Regions from separate parts of the Mus musculus genome. Here region 1 is linked to region 2. A link is a contact called in public Micro-C data. All regions are on one chromosome and are shown on one strand. Each heading gives the region's core, a stretch centred on a gene start, on an enhancer-like site or on the middle of the called end of the contact. The rest is flanking DNA. Distances are from core to core; before and after follow the strand shown.

Region 1 (5,400 bases), core at 1,446-3,945, 770 kb after region 2:
CTGTGGAGCCCAAGCTCCCTCCCTTCTCTTGTGCTGCCTAGCCAAGGCCCACACAGTTCCTGCATGATGCACTGACTCACCATGGTCCCAGGGACAGGGGGCCATGATTGCAGTTTCTGAGACTTCAAAACTGTGAGCTGGGGCTGGAGAGATACAGCCTCGTTTGCTGCCAAGGCTGATATTAGAATCCCAGGGCCCATGTGGTAGAGGAAGAGAATGAACTCTGGAAAGTTGTCCTCTGACATCCATGTGTGTACTATGGCACATGTATGTACATACACATTGAAGTAAATAAATGTAAAAACCATTTTTTAAGGTCAAAACTATGAACCAAAGTAAAATCACTTCTTTACGAATTGGTTGCCTCAGGTATTTATGTGGGAACACAGACACAGTGAAAAAAGTGTTTCATTAATCCTTTCTTGGCCCTAACTCTCCTATAGGCACCCCTTGTTGTGTATTTGAATGTATTGACTGTTTCTGTGTGTTCTCATAAAGTATGTATTGATGGGCTGAGGACTTTGGAGTGGTCCCAGATATCTGGGAATCCAGCTCAGGGGAAGTTTGCTTGAGAGTATGCAGTTGGGTTTAGTGTATCCTATTTATTAATCATTCCATGTCTTCTTGCTTTTGTTCTACATCCAAAAATGGAATCATTTACTCTTTTTTTTCATTTTTATTTATTCTTCTCTGATATGTTTCATTCCAACTGCAGTTTCTCCTCCCTCCCCTCCTATCGGGCTCTCCCCACAACTTCCCCTTTTCCCTAGATCCATCACCCTTCACCTCCCCTCAGAAAAGAGCAGGACGAGCAGGGGCATCCACCAAACATGGCATAACAAGCTACGATAAGACCAGGCACATGTTCTCACATCAAGGATGGATGAGGCCATCCGGTAGGAGGATAAGAGTCCCACAAGTAGGCAGACGACTCAGAGACAGCCCTGTTCCCTTTGTTAGGATTTCCACAAGAACACCAGGCTATGCAACCATAACACACATGCAGAGGACCTCGGTCAGACTCATATAAGCTCTCCAATCTCTGTGAGCACACATGAATCCCAGTCAGGTGATTGAATCATTTTCTTGAAGTTTCCAAAAATGGTAACACTTTCTTCAACATTCACAGTATGGGAGGTGCTGCGGGAAATATTTTTTTTTAAAGGGCCCAGCACAGTCCCACAAGTTTGCTGGCAATTCTCGGCCCCATGGCAGTCCGTCCCATGGGCTCTGTCTCTACCTGCCAACTCTCTGGCGGGGGCCAGAGCTCCCGAGTTCCTTTTGCTGTCACACCAACCCCACACCACAACTGTCCACCCCATGGTCAGCCACCACAACACCCATTTACCAGGTAGAAGCAAAACTCGTGAAGCTTATAATTAACCAATCAGATTTATGTATCAATAAATTCTCAATTTACAAGATGCCAGTACAATAATTTCAGAGCCAAATGATAATGACGAAAGCTTTATCCCAATTATTCTCACCTTGTGATATCAGAACTACCTGTGGCGGTTAAAGCCACTCTGGTTCCTGTCCACTTCTATCTCAGGCTTCCCTTTCTCGCTGAGACATTCTCTGTCTTTGCAACTCTTAGCTCCGCCTCTCTTTTCCCTGTCCAATCACAGGCCTCCTGCTGCCCTAATATGATTGGACAAGGAAAATCCTGCGACAGGGAGGACCTACATAGTGTGGCACAGGTTTCCTTGCTTCAGAGGTAGGGATGACTCTAGGCTTCCATTACTGTGTTCTGATCTACCTGTTTAACACTCTATTTATAGCTAACCAGTTTCCACTTAACAGGTGTTGCCCTTGATTCAGAATATGGCTTTCAACCCACTGCCCTTTTACACACACACACACACACACACACACACACACACACACACACACACACACACCACACATACACCACATACCACACACACAACACATGTCAGTCTTCTATATCTAGTTTCGTTACATCTCTTCAGACACTGCAGTACAGATTGGCCAGGAGCTACTTTCTTAAAAATGAACTAAAATAAACAAGCAGATGCTTTTCAAGAATGCCCAAGATTGCGGTCTTAAAAATAGAAAACTGGGCTTAAGTAGCAGGTGTCCCAAATGAGTCTTTGAATTGAGGCTAATGAGGTAGAAATGTTTCTAACTTCGCGCTTAACAAAACAGAGAAAGAAGGAAATGCTTATAAAATTTTAGAGACCCTTAAGCCACCCTCTCAGAAAACATGCATGCTCTCTGTCTCTGTCTCTGTCTCTGTCTCTCTCCAAATGGTCAATAACTATTATTAACAAAAGGTTCTTTGTATAAAACCCTTTCTTGATACTAGAAATGTATCCGGCTACCACTAAGAATGTCCTTTGTAAGCTACACTCAAGGTCACGTTCAGGATTTCATGTTGTCTTTATCCTCTTCCCCTCTGTATAATTCCAGAAGTGTCATCTCTACCTAGGATACTTTTAAAAAATGCTAATCTTTATTTCTCTGGCTATTTTTTCATTATAAGTAATAATAATAAGATCCAGAGCCAAGAAGAGGTTTCCCAACCTCTGGCCATCAGATGCCAAGATTTCTAGACACTGGTGGCTTTCTTATGGTGGCAGAGCCAATGCCTCAGGAAAGACAGTACTGAGGGGTAGAGTGAGCAAGGCACAGGTCACAGGGCTGCTAGGGTGGGGGGTAAGAACCCGCCCCTTTTACAGCCTGCTTGCAGAAGTCTGCCCGGCCTCGCAGGAAGGAGAGACTTTGTGTTGGGATACTGGGCTACCTCTGGGCAGGCTGTAGAGGGGAAAGAAATGCTTCAACCAGCCTGGTCAGGATACAATCACTTTCTCAACATTGCCAGAAGATGTACTGTAGTCCTAGGAAAATGTATAATCACCAAATTATAATCATCTGGTGATTCTGGCTGGGGAAACGCCTCCGTTTTGAGATTTTCATGATTAAGAGAGAAAGCACATTGGGCAGGAGGTTTTTCTTTCTGTCCAGTAATGTTTCATGGTCTTCTTGCTGACACTGATGATTCCCAGATCAAAGTTCTGCGCTCCTATGATACTCCTTACCGTTCCCCTCTTCCTGCAAAGAGGCTTTCTCAAGGGGTCCACAGGCTGGAAGTTTTTAATCACCAAAGCCTAAGAGACGAATACCCTGGCCCTTGAACATGTTCGGAAAGAACCAGACCATAGAGAAGCCGAGGAGGGGTTGAGGGTGAGGCCATGTAATCTCTCCAGATCATTTAAAATAATTATTTCTGATTATAAAGTGATACTCGATGGGAATGGTGGCACACGCCTTTAATCCCAGCACTCGGGAGGCAGAGGCAGGTGAATTTCTGAGTTCGAGGCCAGCCTGGTCTACAGAGTGAGTTTCAGGACAGCCAGGGCTTCACAGTGAAGCCCTGTCTCGAAAAATCAAAAATAAATAAATAAATAAATAAAAATAAAGTGATACGCATTCATGTATTCACAGGGCAAATATTTATCTATAATCGCAGGCCCTTTTCTAGATATGTTTTTCACTGGAATCTTTTTTATATTATTACACTATCTTCACCAACATTGGATTTAACACAATATTTTATGGTAGACTGTCTCCCTTTTTTTTAAAGAATCAAGTTCATTTCCAATTTCTCCATCATGTAAATAATATAGCAATGACCTTCCTTGGATATACTGTAGTTGCCCCTTTATCTATGGTTTTAGTTTCTGTGCGTTTGTTCCATGGAATCAGTCATAGTCCGAAAACATTAAATGGAAAATTCTAGAAGTAACCAATTCATAAGTCTGAAATAACTTTTATTACAGGGTAGTACACTCACTCTATGTGTTACTAGTTCTTTTAGTTAATACCTTATTTTGCCCAACTTATAAATTAAGCTATCATAGGGATGGATAGTGAAGAACAAGTATAGTTGGTATCAAGCTTGGTACAGTCTGCAGCTTCAGATGGCACTGGGGGTCTTGGGACTGTGATAAGCAAGGGCTGTCTACTACAGACCCTTGTCTGTGTTTATTACTAACTATTTTACTTATTTATTTATTTTGGTTCTTCGAGATAGCCCTGTAGACCAGGCTGGCCTCGAATTCAGAAATCTGCCTGCCTCTGCCTCCTGAGTGCTGGGATTAAAGGCGTGCGCCCCCACGCCCGGTTTACTAACTCTTTAAAATAATCGTGTAAGAATAGAATTACTGCCTGTATTGGTTACCTTTCTGCTGCTGGGCTAAAACACTAGGACTGAGACAAGCTATAAAAGAAAGAGCTGACTTGTTTGCAGATCCTGAAGTTCGAGTCCCTGATGGCTGAGTGAAGGTTTAAGAATGCTGGGAACTCACATTTCAAACTGCGCTGAGGTGGCTTAGAGCCCCTCCCCCACCCCACCCCCTGCAGATGTCAGGTGATGTTTTGTGCTCTGTGTAAAGTTTACCCTTGGGTTATTCAAATGTTGATTTCTCTGCCCTAGTATCCTGTTTCAATCAGGACATGTCATTGTGATGCTTATACCAAGAATCTCCTGTCTCAAGTTTGTGTAAACAGTTCTCACCATTTATTCTTTGCCTCCTCAAGAAATGCTGATCACCCAATGGCTCAACAGAATAGAGAAGAGGGTGGGACATTGGCCAACCAGAGGAAAAAAGAGAAGAGAGGGAAATTCAGATGAACTGGTAGAACAGAGGAACTGGAGCCATGAGGAACAGGACTGAAGATCAATAATAATATGCAAGTATTCTGGGATGGGGCTGGGAAGTAGCCAGATTAGCACACAAGTTTAAGGTACATCTTTTCCTGCTCAGCTACTGAGGTACAGTTTTAAATAAATCTTGATTTCTCTGTACAGTTAGTAGGAACTAGCATAAGGTAAACAAATACAGCTACCAGATTAATTCATCGATTACACTTATATTAAGAATAATTAATTCTTTTTTTTTTTTTTTTTTTTTTTTTTTTTTTTGGTCTTTCGAGACAGGGTTTCCCTGTATAACCCTGGCTGTCCTGGAACTCACTTTGTAGACCAGGCTAGCCTGGAACTCAGAAATCCGCCTGCCTCTGCCTCCCAAGTGCTGGGATTAAAGGCATGCGCCACCACCGCCCGGCGTTTTCTTTCTTTCTTTTTTTTTTTTAATTTATTTATTATATGTAAGTACACTGTAGCTGTCTTCAGACATGCCAGAAGAGGGCGTCAGAGCTCATTTTGGATGGTTGTGAGCCACCATGTGGTTGCTGGGATTTGAACTCAGGACCTTCTAGAGAGCAGTCAGTGCTCTTAACCGCTGAGCCATCTCTCCAGCCCGGTAATTAATTCTTAATATAACAGGCAACCTCCAAGTCCCTCCCTCTCCCCTTATGACAGACCTCCCCTAACAAAGCCAACCTAATCCTTCCCCAAAGCTCCATAACTGGGAA
Region 2 (5,535 bases), core at 186-2,685:
GTAGTTACAGGCCAATTTGAGCAGCAGGACCTGGCTTCAGGGACCTTAATATGGGTCCTTTGGGAAAGCAGCAAGCACTTCTAAACACTGAGACATCTCACCACTGCGGATTTTCTCCTATTTTTAACGGTTTAAATGTTCATCTAGCATTTACTCTTCTCTGAGAAATAAAGTTTTTCTTCAGTTGTTAGTCATCTCTCCAGTCTTCTCCTCACTTTCCAGTGATTCTATTTTATTTAATTTATTTTATTTTTTTAACGGATATTTCCACTGGTTACAAATGATTTGATTTGATTTCAGGATCTGGGGAATCCGTAACGCCTAATTGAATTTACAGAACTAGGGATTAAGATAATCTATAAAAATGCTGCGGCACTTGATATAGGACTGTTCAGCAAATTGTTACTGTCAATGTCTCTCACACACACAGGACTTCTGCTTTCTCTATTCTGATCGTGAATGTGTCTCCCACATACCTCCTTTATATAACCTACCCATAATAGTATGCACCCTCATTTCTAGAAAAAATGGTGACAGCTCAGTTACCACTCTACCCAGAGCCCGGATCTAGTCATCTCCTGCATGTTCATGAGAGGTGAAGATAAGCTGTGCTTCATAATGCACTGTGGCGATCCAAGGCCACAGTATGGAGGCACTCAGCAAGCATGGGTATAGACGGGATGCATGTTTCTCCCATCGCCCACCCTGAAACGCGAAAAGCCTAATTTACCTTAGCTTTTAGGTCACAAATATTATCAAAGCTGTCACCAAGTGTCAATTTAGTTTGCAGCCTGGAGACCAGGAGCCCACCCTGTTATATTACCCCTAAGAGCAGGCGGGCCTACAGGATGGGCCTGGGGCAGGAAGGAGGTCCTGACCTGACTTCCCTGGTGGCAAGCTGGGGGCGACTCCGCACTCACAGGCTGACTGGGTGCCAGAGCCCGGAAAATCCGCCCAGCAGGCACGATGACAAGGCGGGCGGGAACAGAGGTGGCGGCGAAGAGCACCGTCCAAGCCCTCCGAGAAGGAAGTGTGACAAGGGCACAGAGTCCCTCAGCCCACCGGGAGTCGGGCGTGAGGTGACATCTGCCGTTCCCCGGGCTCGCGGGCTTCGGTGCGGCCCACAGGGACGTCCCAGAGTGGCATCCTCACTTTTTTTTTTCCCCCACAGCGGCAACAGCTACCCGCGTAACCGTCAGCCCGCTCCTCTCACCAACGGCTCGGACCTTGGGCGGCGCGCGGTGCTGATGACGTAGGACGGGGAGGCGGGACTTCCTGCCTCGCGCCTCGCCGGGGCTCGGGACGCGCGCGGTCCGCTCGGGAGTGGCGGACGGCGGGCTGAGGGGGCGGCGTGTCGGCCGAGGAGGGCGGGCCGCGGAGGAGGAGCCGGCCTTGCAGCCGCCGCCCTCTCAGCCCTCCGAGTTTCCCGGGCTACCTCAACCTTTCCCGAGGCGTGGGTGCCCTCGCGGACCGTCCGGCTCCTCGGTTCGCCTCCAGCCCCGCGGCGGCAGCGGCCGCTTGGACCGCTCCGGGCCCCACACCCCAGCCGGTGGGACCGTCCCGAGCCCTCGGCCCCAATGCCTGGGAGAGCAGAGCGGAGTGGGTGGCGGTGGTTGGAGCTGTGCCGGGGGCTCCCGGTGGCGAGCGCGGCTGCTGTGCTGGGGCGAGCAGCGGGGACCGTGTGTGAGTTTGGTAAGTCACCTCTCTTCTTTTTAGGCGTGCTGGGCGTCTGCTTGGAAGCCTGCGGCACTCCGCGCCCGCCCTTGGACCCGGGTTTTGTTTCCTGGTGAAGCAGTGTTAGCCGGTGTTAGGAAGGCAGGCCCTGAGATGAGTTCTGGATGCAAGGTTTTTCTTTTCTTTTTCTTTTTTAAAGCACGTGAAACTCCTTTCGGGGCTCTTTGGTGCACTGCGGCACGGTAGCCAGCGGAGTCATGGGGTTAGTGTAAAGCACCTCTAGGTTAATTGGTGGGGGAAAAGCCACGCTGTCATCATTTTCCTTGTCCTTAAAGGTAGTCATAGCAGTGAGGTTTGCGGATGTTGCTGAGGTAAGGTCTGAACTGTGGGAAGTGTATTTTGGGCTTGGTACTTTGGCAAGTTCTTAGTCCAGTTTCTGACTATGATAAAAAGACTCTTGGCTTTTTAAAAATGCCCTAGAGGGCATTTAAGTGTCTTTAAGTCTTTGCTTACCTTCTAATTATCAGACCACTTTCTTCTCGAACATGTTGAGGATCAGGCTAAATTTGTTCTGATGATTTTTTTTTAAATATGTAGTGAATTCATAATATGTTCAGGCTGTTAGTATAAAGTACTAAACTGAGATTTAAAGTACCGAGTAGGTTGTTAAAGCCGTGCTTCTGTTACCAAGCAACATCACCGTAAACAAGTCTAATATTCAACTAGAACATAAGTAAATGTGGCCTGTTAATCTGAGTTTGGAGCGAGTTGGAGCTCTTCAGATTTATGCTTTTAGTTTATAGGTGGCTACATTTGTTGCCTTTTGTAGTCAGATTTCAAATAAATTTTATCTAGAATTATTAGAACACTTTGATTGTTTTTGTTGTCACACAAGACTATGGAGAGTTGTAAATGGATTTGAGTTCTTTTTGGTTGTTACATATTCCGGAGTATGCTGGGTATTTCTCTTTGAGTATTTCTTTTCTAATGAGATAAAGTATGCAATCTGTATTTAATAATATTCTTAAATAAAAAGATTATAGCAATTTAGAGTTACATACATTTGAGAGATTGTGAAACAGTACAAGTTTTTAAGCCTTGGCTTAGCAGTAGCCTTGGTCTACATTTGTTGAACCCTTAGTGATATAACTTGAATGGTAAACTAAGTTTTTATTTTAATTTACTTTATTAAGTGTTCTGTTTGGTGGGGAAAGCATTAAAGACATGGTCTAGCTTTGTATCCCAGACTTGCTTTGAATTGGCAATTTCTCTGCTTCAGCCTCCTGAATTCCAGGACAGAATGAAAATGAGGCTATAACCGCTCCAAGGTATGGTTGAGGAGAAGAGTTTACTGTAGATGTGAAGGAGAGAACAGCCAGAGGCAACAAGAAGGGTCTAGACTGAACATGGCCAACAGAATAGACCAGGTCGTGAGAGGAGAGAGGGGGGAAAAGGAAGGAAGCAAGAGGTCCAGGAGTGGAGTGGAAAGCAGAACCTAGAGTGCAGAGAGTAAGCTAAGCCATCATGATGGTTGACTGAGGTTGTACAGGAAAGAGAAGCTGGGGGAAGGAAGCTGGAGAGGGTTAGGGGAGGGGCCCAGGAGGGAGCTGGGGAGGGTGTGCCAGCCAGGAACACTCTGTAGCAGGTACTTGTGAGTAGGGATTGAGGGAGCCTAGAGGCTAACATACATCTTGACATGCTAATAGGCATCTCAGGATTAGGTTAATGCAACAGCCTTGGGTCCTTTTTGCCAGGGATAAGAAGAATGAATGAAGTCCCTGAGGTTTTTTTCTAAATGACAAACTTTGGGAAAAGGAATTTCTTAGGACCATAACTGGGACCACAAGCCTGAGTGATTGGCTTAAATGATTGTTTTGTTGTCGTTTGCCTTTTTATTATTTATTTATTTTTTGTTGTTTTAAGTTGAAGCTTGGTCTTGTAATTTTGCTCAGGATGATCTAGAACCCACTGTAGCTTCCTCATTGACTTTTAACATCTGGCAATTCTTGTGGCTCAGTCTTTTTTTTGTTGTTGTTTTTTTGTTTTTGTTTTTGTTTTTTTTTGAGACAGGGTTTCTCTGTATAGCCCTGTCCTGGAGCTCACTTTGTAGACCAGGCTGGCCTCGAACTCAGAAATTCGCCTGCCTCTGCCTCCCGAGTGCTGGGATTAAAGGCGTGCGCCACCACACCCGGCGTGGCTCAGTCTTAACCAGTGCTGAGACTAGATGTGTGAAGCAACCATGACATCAATTTGAAACTGTGACAAATGATATCTTTAAAGTCAAACTATTAGCAATAAGAGTTGGATTTTATATACCCTTACTAACAATCTGTTGATTTCATTTTAGTTTTCACTTACTGTGTCCTTCAATTGCTGAGGTTGACATAATGAACCATTGACCAGTACTGGTGTTAGTGGCAGTTGTGAGCCCACCTGTGTAGTTACTGAGGCTTGTGGTGTCTTCTGAGAGGAGCAGCGCTTTAACTGCTGAGCTACCTCTCCAGTCCCTTCCCATCACAACTGAGTCCTTAACTTACAGCGACTTCTTCAAAATTGTTTCACCATGGCTTCCCAATCTCTTATTCATTATGGAAAAAGTGCCTTTGTTCAAACTGTTTTTTCTTCCATTATCCTTTAAACCTGCTTTCTCCTTCCTGTATTAGTCTTAATTTCTTTCTACCCTGCCCCAATTTCTCTTCCCCCTCTTCCTCCTCCTCCTCTTCTTCCTCTATCTCTTCCTCCTCTTCCTCCCCTTCCTTCTTCTTTTTTAAAAAACCAAACAACTAAATTATACCTTTTCTATAAGGTTCAATTTAACCATGACATTTGAAATTCTACAGTATGTATTTGTGACTCTTACTTATTTGATATTTAGACTGGTCTTGTCTTCCTAACTATATTAATCTGTTTCATGAGCATATCCTTTGTTTTTTTAAACAGAAGTTGTTGAAGGGATGTTTCTTGACTGACACATGCTCATTTGAATCCCTGACTCTTCCTATAATATAGTAGAAATCAGAACATAGCAGTAAATCAGAAGATGGGAAATTAAAGAGTGGGGGAGTGACTGGAATCAAAAGGGAAGGTTTTGTTCCTAGAAAGTATGAATGAATATTTGAGAATTTCCCATGACATTAGCATCACTAAGAACTCCCTCAGGAATTATGGCTCTACTCCCACGGGGCATGGCGAGTTTGGTCAATTTCCTGGTTCTTCCCCAGAAGAACCTTAGTTTTAAAATGTGAGTCCCTTTAATCTTCCTTTCCTTTCTTCCTCTTGCATCCCCCTGGTCTCTGGTCTCTCTCCATCTCATTTCACATCTTTCCATTCTACATTCTACGTTTTGCTCAGTCAGCACTTAGTTTATGAGCCTGTGTCAATACTTTAGTCCGCTCTCCTAAGTTAGCAATCCTTGGAAGCTCATTGTTTGCCTGTCTTCTGTCAGGACTGCCCTTTCTGGACCACAGATAGATCACTGGCTGCCATGTTGAGTGCTATTTCTTTTTTGTTTGGGCAATATTCTAGGAGGAGAGAAACAAAGGAAGCTAGAAAATGCTCCATTGTTGCTTTCTGCATATTATGACTTTAAAGTACCTTAAGAATTAACATTTAGAGCTAGAAGGAATCTAAAGTCTGACTTTTCCTTTTTAGAAAGTACTCAAACTATGAATTTTAAAATTGTAGGTCACTTTAATAAACTTGCCATAAATCACATGTCTGATGCTTATAGCATAGAGTGGCTTTAGGTGAAGGTATAAGAAGGTGAAGTAGGATATTGGAATGTTTTTATAAATCTTCTTGGGTTCAGTGTTAGGTGATCTTACCAGCCTAGCTTCTAAGTTGTTGCTCAGTAACACAGTT

The links. Hi-C and Micro-C count contacts between places; a contact is called where the count stands out from the background.
Region 1: a Micro-C map of embryonic stem cells shows a contact between it and region 2, with 4 times the contacts expected there. The contact joins the enhancer-like site here to the promoter of Cep83 in region 2. A contact is called at or near these places in 6 of 39 promoter capture datasets (the C10 cell line, embryonic stem cells, hippocampal neurons and 2 more), 2 of 484 Hi-C or Micro-C datasets (both in embryonic stem cells), 6 of 115 datasets of contacts at active chromatin or transcription factors (bone marrow-derived macrophages, cardiomyocytes, embryonic basal ganglia and 3 more) and 2 of 9 other capture datasets (liver and macrophages).

Annotation. Positions count from the first base shown.
Region 1 is chr10:95,451,841-95,457,240 of GRCm38.p6, forward strand. No RefSeq gene overlaps it. Among named protein-coding and RNA genes, the nearest start is that of 5730420D15Rik, 37 kb to the left of the region's middle. Within about 2 kb of position 2,696, at least 11 of the 459 cell types and tissues checked have an H3K27ac peak or open chromatin away from gene starts, as enhancers often do. A contact at or near this core is called in embryonic stem cells, where this site is marked.
Region 2 is chr10:94,687,355-94,692,889 of GRCm38.p6, forward strand. It overlaps Cep83 (centrosomal protein 83), which reads left to right and starts at 1,436. Exons shown (of 16, transcript NM_029852.2): 1 at 1,436-1,692. It overlaps Cep83os (centrosomal protein 83, opposite strand), which reads right to left and starts at 1,259. Exons shown (of 3, transcript NR_015524.1): 1 at 879-1,259.